2 separate regions of the Triticum aestivum genome follow, and region 2 is linked to region 1. Evidence: chromatin contacts called from public Hi-C data. All regions are on one chromosome and are shown on one strand. The core of a region is the stretch at or near the end of the contact, and the rest is flanking DNA. Distances in the headings are between cores, read along the strand shown. Region 1 has its middle 5.7 kb from the start of LOC123110912. Region 2 holds the start of LOC123110914.

Region 1 (5,487 bases), core at 1,423-3,922:
AAACGAACAATAAAACCCCATTTGCATAGAAATCAGTTCAAAATTGTAACTTTCCTAAATTTTTACCTTTCCTTGATAACATCCAATATTTTCTATGTTTTTCACCTATTGAAGGAAATCACCCCTCCATCGATATTAGCATTTTTTTGGAATGAGATCTCTGGGTTATGATTTTTCTGCGATTCTTTCCAATTGTGACCTCTCCTTTCGCTCTGGCTTCTTCTCGCATAATCACCTCCACCACAGCCAGTTGACGCCACCCAGACCTCTGGCCTCTCCACACCTTCTCCGCCACCTCCTCCTCGTACTCCATTGACAATTCCCCCGCCACGTTTGTCCACGACGGTGTTGAGGGCATGGCGCAACAGCGTACCAGTGGTAGAGCAGCGCATAGCAGCAGTAAGAAGCACGCAGCAGGCGAGGCGAGCGACCAACGATGGAGGGCAGAGATGCGGCCGGCGTGGCTGAGGGGGCGGCCGGCAGAAGATGGCCGCGACAGGAGGCGGCGCGAGGCAGTGGCGCGACAGCGGAGCGAGCGAAGGGATAGGCGGCAGCAGACAGGGCGAGCGCAGCTAGCGAGAGTGTGACGCGCGGCCAGGGTGTGCGTCGCGCGGGGCACAGTGGTGCGGTGGCTGTGGCGAGCGTGATGACAACGGCTGGCGCGACGGACGCGGTGTGGCACGTGCGTGGGCATGGAGAGCCAGAGAGGGAGTGTCCCCGCGGGCGCGGAAGAAGAGCTGAAGGCTCGGGCATGGGCGCGCATAGGAGCGGGCATGTGCCACGGGGTCAATCCGAGGAGCTCAGTGGCTACCCCTGCAATGGCCATGACGGATGGCGGTTCTCGGCCACGGCGAAATACCTAACGAGAGCAAACGAGAGGAGAAATTGGGGAAAGGCAAGAGGAGATCACGACGGTGTCGATGGCACCCTAGGGGAAGACAAGGGAGCTCGGGGCTGCGCGGATCGAACGACAATGTCGCGGTGGCCGAAGGTTGAGGAAGACGGCAACGACGTCGATCTAGGGGTGCTGGACTTGATCTCGTTGGCGCAGACGAAGTAGCAGAGGCATTCGGAGCTCCTCGACATGCTCCTAGCCAGCACGGAGGGCAGTGGCCGCGTGGACGGGGTCGGTCATGGTGGCCGTGGCATCTGACTTCGTCCAGATCACCGGGATCGAGCGAGCGAGGAGGAGAAGTGGATCTGGGAGGGGGCGTCGAGGAGGAGTGAGGCCATGGGGGCAGGGGAGGCAGGGCGTCACCCTTATCCATTCCCATTCGACGCCGGCGAGGTGGTCGGGCGGGAGCCCGGCTCTGTAGCGATGGGCTCGGGGAACAGGAGAAGACGACCGTGCGGGGACTGGACCACTGGGCCGGTTCGGTGGCAAGGCCCGGGTAGGGGGAATCCCCATTTTCATCGTCCTTTTGGTTTTTAATGTATTCTAATCCGTTTCTCCTTTTTAACACCGTTTTGTATTTATTCTTATATCAACTAAATGGATTTTGTTAATTGTGAAACTATGCACACAATTCGAGCACAATATTTTTAGGTGGCACAAAAAGTTTGGGGCCAAAAGGAAATACATAAAATTAGGTTTATATTTAATTGGTTATTTTAACTACTGTTGGACCTCTTATTAATTTGACAAGATTTAATTTTTGGGTCAAATAATGTTGGGCTCAACATGTCAAAGATCAGTGGAATTTATAGAATATGGTGAACATTTCAGTTTTACTGTTTGACGAAATAATTTATTTGACTTTATTTTAAATTTGAATTGGGCTTTGATTTTTATCAAGTGGCAGTTTGGCTTAGCAAGCCTGATGACATGGCATCATTAGGGGGAGGTCACTGTAGCTAACGACTTGAGGTGTTACATAATTTTCCCATTTTTAAAATTTCATTGTTAAATGATTGGGGAATATATCACATTATTCATTAGTTCAGTCAAGCTCACCACAAGTCCACACATTATTGCCAATTGAGTAAGTCTTATTGGCGGGGAGAATAGGCTATGTGTGTGTTAGAGAGATGGAGAGAGAGTGAGGAAGAGGGAGGGGGGAGAGAGTGTGTGTGAGGATTTGATGGTAAAAAAGATCGCCAATGTCGTAATATTAAACTCTTAAAGTTAATGTGGCCCGTTGCAACGCACGTGCGTTCTTCTAGTATACCTGTAAATATGTGTGTACAGATTACGATATTAGGCGTTAGTTCAATCCAAGATACTATGTTGGAAACATGAAAATACTCGGCTCCCGTAGCAATGCGCGGGTTCTAATCTACTCCCTTCGTCCCATAATGTAAGATGTTTTTTAAAACTACATTATGAGACGGAGGGAGTAGTTTATAAAAAACTATGGTGCATCCTAGGTGTTAGGTTCCCCCAAAGAAAAACGCATCGTTGCTCCTTGGGCAGCTCGGGTGGAAAACCTAGCCGCTGGCAGCAGCCCCCACCTCCTCTTGCTGCTGCCGGCGTTTGTAGTCGGGCAAAGCCTGATGGCGGCCGGTGGCTGCCGGTGTTTCGTCGCGCGGTCTGGCTCGGCTGCCTGCTCCTTGGTGGATGTGCCATGCGTGTGTTGGTCAAGCGTTGCTGCCCTGTGTGACTCCCTTTGTGTGACTCCTTGGTGGATGCATATGCTGGTCAAGCGTGGTGGCTGCTTTGCTTCGGCGATCTAGCGTCCGTGGTCACATCTGCGGTGACGTGTATCCGACGACGGAAGGTGTCAGGACACATGCGACGGCATCCGGTCCGCCGCGCACTTCTTGTCTTGTGGCAAGGCAGTTTGTGCCGCTCCAGCACGACGCGGGTACTGGTTCCAAGGGGCTGCGGCCTCGAGCTCTCTTCTGCGGACAACCAGAGCTTGGCCCAGATCCGGCGAGAGTGGCGACTTCTTTGCTTCGGCGATCTGGCGTCCATGGTCACAGCTGCGGTGTCGTGTACGCGACGACTAGAAGGTGTCCTGTTCGTTGGATACGTGCGGCGGCTTCTGGTCGGCCGCGCACTTCTCTCCTGGTGGCTAGACAGTTTGTGCTGCTCTAGCATGACGCGGGTAGTGGTTCCAAAGGGTTGCGGCCTCGAGCTCTCTTTTGCGGACAAGCAGAGCTTGACCCAGATCCGGCGAGTGGCGGCTTCTTTGCTTCAGCGATCTGGCGTCCATGGTCACAGCTGCGGTGCTGTGTACGCGACAAATGGAAGGTGTCTTGTTCGTTGGATACGTGCGGCGACTTCCGGTCTTCTGGTGGCAAGACAGTTTGTGCCGCTCTAGCACGATGCGGGTAGTGGTTCCAAGGGGTTGCAGTCTCGAGCTCTCTTCTGCGGACAACCAGAGCTTGACCCAGATTCGACGAGATGGTGGTCCAGGCATGCATGAATCATCCCGTGATTGCTTGTTGGTCGACTAGTTGATGCATGGTGTGAGGCTTGCGAGGTTGATCCAGGCGAAAGCCTTGTCTCCAGTCATGGCCAGAGCCGATGATGACACACTCTTGCGCGCTGTTCCCTTCGTGATGGCATCGTAGAGGTGATGATCTTGGCCCTTCATTTAAGCAGTTTCAGGGGAAACCCTAGATCTGTGTGATCGGACGATGGCGGCGTGTTTATATCGTGTCCCTCTCTAGGATTGAAAGTATGTCTTGGGGGGGGGGGGGGGGGGGGTAATTAGACTACTTGACCAAATGATACCTAATCTTTTTCCAATTTTAGTTGTAGGCAGATTTTAACAATTATGACAAGTCAAGCAACACCCTACACATGCAATTCTAAGAGTATACCAGCGGAAAATAAGACATTGGACATGTAAGTAAAGTGCGCATGCGCGCGGGGGTGGGGGGGGGGTGGAGAAGGCAAACGCAATGGGGACATGGTGATTCTTGGCGTGGTTCCGATAGGTGGTGCTATCGTACGTCCACTTTGATGAAGACTTCAACCCACGAAGGGTAATGGTTGCGCGAGTCCACGGAGGGCTCCGCCCCCGAAGGGTCCACGAAGAAGCAACCTTGTCTATCCCACCATGGCCATCGTCCACGAAGGACTTGCCTCACTCGGGTAGATCTTCACCAAGTAGGCGATCTCCTTGACCTTACAAACTTCTTGGTTAAATTCCACATCACGCCGAAGGCTCCCAATCGACACCTAACCAATTTAGGAGACACCACTCTCTAAAAGGTAATAGACGATATGATGATGATGAACTTCTTACTCTTGTGCTTCAAATGATAGTCTCCCCAACACTCAATTCTCTCTCACAGAATGATCAATTAGAGCAGCGGTTCGCCCCACGTTCCTCTTTCTCTCCCGGGAAAGGCGATTTGGGAGGCAACCCTTCTACCCGCATCTCCGTCGGCGTGGCCATGGGTTCTCTGCCTCTTCGACAGTCGCTTCGGAGACGGGAGTGGGGAGGGGACCCCGACGCTGTTGTTCTAAAGAGTAGTTAGTACGGGCTTTAGTTTTCACAGAGGTGTCGCATCGGTGGTAGGATCGACGCCGCGTCAGAATAATTTGGCTTGGTTTCTTCCCCACCCCGACATTCTTCCAATCGATGATGCTGGGAAGTAGGTAGCCTCTTCTTCTCGTCAGGCTCCAGATCTGGCGATTTTAGGTTGTGTCGGCTGGTGTTTCTTGTCACCCATGGTGACGGGAGCGGCCATGATAGAGTGTGCGGAGGATTTGAAGCGGGATGTGCGAATGGCAGTGTGCAACGACGTCCATCTTCACCGATCGCATTGGTTCAAGTCGACAATGTCCGGATCAGGTGGACATGAGGATGATCCTCGGCTGACGCGCCACAAAGACTTCTCTATGTTGTCGTGTGCGGCGGGTCATTTCATCGGCTCAAAAAGCAGCTTAGTCTGCGATGGTGATCTTCCTGATCAAGGTGTGGTGGCAGTTTCCATCTTTCTCTCGCAGAGCTATGGCGGCGGCGATGGAGTCCGTTTGGAGATGACGGTTAGGCAAGGCGCATGGATCTCCATTGATTGTGTTGTTACATTTCTTGATTTGGGATCCTTTGTGCAAGTCTTCAGGTCTTATGTCTCTTTGTTTTTCTGTAAGGGTGTCTACATATGTAATCTGTGTACCAAAGTTTTTCAATGAATACGTAGTGCTGCTTAAAAAAAACTCCCTCTCACAGATTTGGCTATGGTGGAAGAAGGATTTGAGTGGAAAACAACTTGGGGAAGGCTAGAAATCAAGGTTCAAATGGTAGGAATGGAAACTATTGATCTCAACACATGAGTAGGTGGTTCTCTCTCAGAAAATGAGTAGTGGAAGTGTAGACACGTTCTGATGGCTCTCTTACAGAATAAGAGGGGGTGGAGGGGTATATATATCCTCCATAAAAAATCCAATCGTTACACAGTTTTGACCCTAGTCGGTGGCAACGACCTTTGTAAAAGATATGAACGTTGGAGTTCTCGGTGGGACTGACTGGAAACAACTCGGAGCGATCGATGTGCAATGGTAGGGCAAAACCTCGCTTCGGTGGTATCGAT
Region 2 (5,487 bases), core at 1,374-3,873, 220 kb before region 1:
CCGCTTTTCTCCCTCATCCTTATCTCTTTCTCTCTGGCCTCTACCACTCGTTCCTTCCCCCATTGTCATCTCCTCAACACCGTCTCCATCTCGCAGCACATAACGACCACCACCGCTGCCCCTGCCGCCGGCGCCTCGCCCGAATACCACCACTGCCCTGCGACACTCATCAAATGTTGCGCCCATCTAGCCAGAAGCTGCAACCGCCACGAGGGAGTTGCACCTCAAGTCCAGGGAGCTACAAAACTTCTAGGCACGACGACCTTTTTTGATGTGTGTGGATGTTGCGACTGGCGATGGCCAAAGCTACACGGAGGCGACTCTAATGTTGCAATCGCCACGACAACGACCGACGAGCACCGTGACGGTGAGAGCAGATGCTGGAGATGGAGACAACCTCTGCTGGCGACCATGGGTGGCGAGAAGCTGCAACCGGCATTCATGGTGCTACAACGGGCACCACTAGAAGCTAGAACTAGGGTACTAGTGTGCCATATTTTGCATTTTTACTATCATGTTTTTGTGGTTTGCTAGAACCAGCATCAAATTTTGCTACCACCGCCTTTTTGTTTTTTCTAGAACCATGTTCAATTTTGCATTTTAGATACCACTAGGGTTTTTGTTTGCTGGAACAAGCTCCAATTTTTGCTACCACAATGGATTTTTGGTTTGTTGGAACAACGCCGATTTTCCAACTTTGCTACCAACTTTATTTGGTATTTGATAGAATCATCATGAATTTTTCGCTACAATCAGCAGAATATTTTGCTGCGATCAGCAAATTGAGGGTGAGGTACAACGTGATCTCAACGACGGGTGCTGCGGCCGGTGGCCGTCGCCACCCATTGCAGCTACGACCAACTTCGCCAGATTTGCAGCCACGGGTGCACCATGCACATTGTTGCATGCATGAAGCCATCGAGAAACGCACGTCATGAGGGCAGCGGCCATTGCTTTTTGTTTCCCTCTGCTTTTGTTGGATCTGATTTTTTTAAAGAAAATGATTCCAGACCATGATCTGACGGCCAGACACGATCAAATCGGACGACGTGCATGGTGACCGGCTGAAAATTGGGCCGACCGACCGGCGTCAACCGGTCACTCTTTTTTTGCTCCTCCCAGCTCGAGGGAATTTCCTATTGGACGCACGATGCGTCATACTGTCGATGTTTCGCATAGGGGGAGACCGAGCGATGGTTCGACTGGGCCGACCCGGTTAAGCTTTCATCGTCCCTGGTTTTGCGAACCTTCTAGAGGTTTCCAGCCGATTTTTTCTGGTTTTGGGAAACGTCTAGAAGGTTCCTGAACCGGGTTTTTTCCTTGTTCTGTTTTTTTGGTTTTTTTTTCTATTTTTTTTCTTTTTTCCTTGTTCTCTTTCCTTTTCTTTGTTATTTCTTTTTTAGTTTCTCCATTTGTTTTTTATTTTATCCTGCATTCTTCATAAAAATGTTTAAAATTTGTTCACATTTCTGAAAATTATTCCGAAGTTTAATTATTCTCAAAATTTTAAAAATGTTCGCATATTTAAAAAAAATTCAAAAATAAAAATGTTCGTTTTTTTAAATTTGTTTGCCTTTCCTACAAATGCTAGTATATTTTCAAATAAAAGACTACATTGTCTGTAAAAAATGTTCGTGTTTTACAAAATTTGTTCAAATATATCAGAAAAATATCTGGTTTTCAAATTTTTGTTCACATATTTAAAAAATGTTTGTGCTTCCATATTTGTTCAGAATTTTTGAAATTGTTCTTCGTTTCAAAATGTGTTCTCAAATTTTAAAAAATGTTCTTGCTTTAGAAAATTGTTCAAAAATTCAGAAAATGTTCATGTTTTCAAGAAATGTTTCTGCTTCCGTATTTGTTCAGGACTTTCGAAATTGTTCTTCGTTTCAAAATTTGTTCTCAAATTTAAAAAAATGTTCTTGCTTTAGAAAATTGTTTACAATTTCTGAAAATGTTCATGTTTTCAAAAAAGTTTGTGCTTCCATATTTGTTCAAGATTTTCTAAATTGTTCTCCGTTTCAAAATTTGTTCTCAAATTTTAAAAAATGTTCTTGCCTTAGAAAATTGTTCACTAATTCTGAAAATGTTCATTTTTCAAAAAATGTTTGTGCTTCCATATTTGTTCAGGATTTCAGAAATTGTTCTCCATTTCAAATTTTTTTTTCTCAAACTTTAAAAAATGTTTTTGCTTTAGAAAATTGTTCACAAATTCTGAAAATGTTCATGTTTCCGAAAACATTTCAGAAATTTAAAATTTGTTCGTGATATCACAAAATTGTTTGCTCTTATCAAAACGAAATCATACGTTCAAAATTTAATTAAAATTTGGAAAATCGTAAAGGATTTTTTACAAACAGTGTTAAGTCTTATAGTTTCTTTAGTTCTTATAGCTTTCTGCTGTATATTGGTCAATCGAGCCCTTCTGTCGTCGTGGCTAGTGCGCACATAAGTCGTAAGTCCTGTGGTCGATTCCCATCCATCGCGTCCTGTAGATTTTTACAATTTTTCACCTGCTATTTTTGGTGCACTGCAATGGGCCGGCCCAATCGGCGCACCGCGACAACGTGCCTGTGTGAAAGGGCAGCGTTTTGACGCATAACGCGTCATATAGGACCTCCCCAGCTCGAGGAGGGCCGGCATCTTATGTCGCGAGTGCTTTTTCTTCCCCCACCCCACCGACAGCCACTACTGCGTGCCCACGAACTCAATCACGCAGCCAATCATTCCAACGTGAGCAGCTCCTCCCATTTCTTCTCTATATACCCCTCTTTCTCTACCCCTCTTTCTCTCTTTCCATCAATCGCTTTCGGCTCCTTGCATTGCGTTTGGATCCCCCCCTGGTAGAATCAGGTGCTTGCGCGCGCGCTCTATCTCTATATACCTCTTCGGTTGACTTGTTTGATTTCTTACTATTACCTTGTTTTCTTACCGAACTCGGTGTTGAGACATTTTAGCATTTAATTTGCATTCTTGTTTTTGGGAAATTTAATATGCATTCAATGCTGTCGTACCGAGGAGTAATTTGGTAGCGGGGTTGTAGCTTGTGTTTGTTTTGCTTCTAGAGCGCTTATACTTCGATCTAGGTGTTACTGTAGATAAGTTTCCCGTCTTTTCTACCTTGAAAAGGCGCCCATTTCTCCATACGGTTCCTTGATGCTTCTTTGTCCAACTTGTTTTTGGCGAACCCGTCTCTCTATGTTACCAGCTAAATGTTGAAACTTTGAACATGGGGTGCTTGCCACAGTTTGGTCAAAGCCATATTCTTTCTCAGATCTCACCGTGCTGGTAGCATAGATTTCCCGTCTTACCTGATTTTATTCTAGTATAGTTAAATTGCTGTGATGTGGAACGCGAAATGCATTTTGTTTCTGTCGTCTAATATTGCGCCGTTTTTGTTTCCTCCGTCAATCGTTGTCTTGTTTGATTAGTACGTATTCTGTTTCAGGGGTCTTGGCAAAAGTGCAGTTTTAGAGATCTTGCTTAAAATGCCGTTTTAGGGTGGCTTCTACAGTTTTTACCTAAATCTTGATCGCCTGGTGTTATTCCCGTGATACAGTGTTGCAAACTAGTTTTTCTTGTAATGTCATTTCTCATAAATTTTGACTAAGTGCATATAATTTCACATGCATCTTTTGTCGATTTTCCACAGAGAATATATTCATCATCAGCATAACAGACTCTTTGTCTTTTATTTATGGTGCCATCAGTTGTATTTATGAGAGGTTTTCATCTTCAGATACCATCCATAAGCTCCATCAGGTTCTAGTGTTTGAGCAATGGTGCTGGGCCTCCGTACTAAGACAAAGAAGGATGCTGCCATCCATGTAGACTTCAACATCTTCATCCAGGAGATAAGCCCATGGCCCCCTTCTGAATCCCTCAAGTCTTTGCGTTCTGCGGTTCTTTTTTGGGAAAATGGTGAGCGCAATTCAGGGAAGACAAACACCGTTGCACCTTCAGTCTGCTCAGGTTCCACAGCGGGGAAGATCGAATTTAACGAGTTCATAAGCATACAGGTTGTTTTTCAGAAGGAGGGCTCATCGAAAAGTGGAAAGTGGCAAAAGAACTTGCTTGAGTTGAATTTATATGAACCAAGGAGGGATAAGCTGAAGGGGCAACATTTGGGAACTGCAACACTAGACTTGGCAGAACATGCACTGTTTCTTGAGGACACTGTTGTTCCGGTGCCTCTCAACTCGAAGAGAAGCTTTAAAAGTAATGCACATCCTATGGTTTATCTTCGAATCCAGCCATTGGATGGGGACAGCTCAAGTGTTTCCTCGAGAGATGCATTACCAAAAGAGGCATCAGCTGATAAGGATTCAAAGGACTTCATGTCTGCAACAATGAGTGAGGACTACACTGAGGATGCTGGGTTTGCTTCCTTCACCGATGACGATGAGGAAGGAACTCCATGTCCGTACCACTCAGATGGAAATGTGCATACAGGTAGTAATAGATCTCAGGACTCTGTCAAGGTAAATACCAAATACAGATCCATATTTAGATGTAGATTGACTCATGTAATAAACTAGAAACACTTGGGTAGGGCATAGGGAGCTTACTACTACCGTCTTGTTTCCACTTTCCGTTACATTTATTAAGTTTTAATTGATATTTAAAGAGGCTTTTTGCAGTACCTTTTACTACTTGCACATCCTATGATATTTAAAGAGGTTTATAAGGCTTGCGCGTATCTCTAGGTTGACAAGTTATATGTCACAAAAAATATATCATTAGAAAGTTCAAATCGTATACTTTCTAATGGTAGAATTTTTAGACTATACAACTCATCTTATGTTGGTCAAATTATTGATCTAGGGATACACACAAGCTTTATAAACCGGAAAGGAGGTACTCGTTGATTTCCAATGGTATTTTGTAGACCTTTTGAGTAGGAAATCGTTATTTGTGGCACTCGTTGCCCCAGTCAGTATGGCATTTAATTAACCTTGAACCCTGATAGCTGATTCTGAATTCACTTCTTCTACGGCCATTCCTTTCTTTCCTTTACCATAGTAAATTTTGGCAGAACAGATCGATTATGATTACAATCAGAGTACCATCTCCCTACACTTGTCAAGCTCTGAACTAACTGAACTAGAATTTGTACTAAAAGACTGAATTTAACAGCAAGTAGTGAACTTTAGGGGCATGTTTGGTTGCCTGCACCAATTTTAGCCTCCTTGCATCTGTGGCCCGGTAGAGCCTGGCTGAGTGATAACAGGCTCCGGGCCATGTTCGGCACCATGTTTGGTTGCCTGCATTAAGGCAGCAACTTTCTCGCAGGCGTTTAGTTGCCCACGTGATTTTTGGCTGGGCTGATGCAGCAGGCTGTGTTTGGTTGCACGCATTTGGCCCGATGTCATGATCTTGCACCCCAATGTGGTGAGCTTACCTGCTACCACCCTAACCAGTGTTACGTACAATCACAGGATAACAACAACGCCACAATGACGATGAATTGGATGAAGATTATCAAGT

Evidence for each region. Hi-C and Micro-C count contacts between places; a contact is called where the count stands out from the background.
Region 2: a Hi-C map of leaf shows a contact between it and region 1, with 2.8 times the contacts expected there. The contact joins the promoter of LOC123110914 here to the enhancer-like site in region 1. A contact is called at or near these places in 2 of 5 Hi-C or Micro-C datasets (both in leaf).

The regions. Positions count from the first base shown.
Region 1 is chr5B:161,790,601-161,796,087 of IWGSC CS RefSeq v2.1, reverse strand. No RefSeq gene overlaps it. Among protein-coding and RNA genes, the nearest start is that of LOC123110912, 5.7 kb to the left of the region's middle. Within about 2 kb of position 2,672, at least 2 of the 8 cell types and tissues checked have an H3K27ac peak or open chromatin away from gene starts, as enhancers often do. A contact at or near this core is called in leaf, where this site is marked.
Region 2 is chr5B:162,011,327-162,016,813 of IWGSC CS RefSeq v2.1, reverse strand. LOC123110914 reads left to right here and starts at 2,623. Exons shown (of 9, transcript XM_044531553.1): 1 at 2,623-2,733; 2 at 3,740-4,481. The coding sequence starts at 3,780.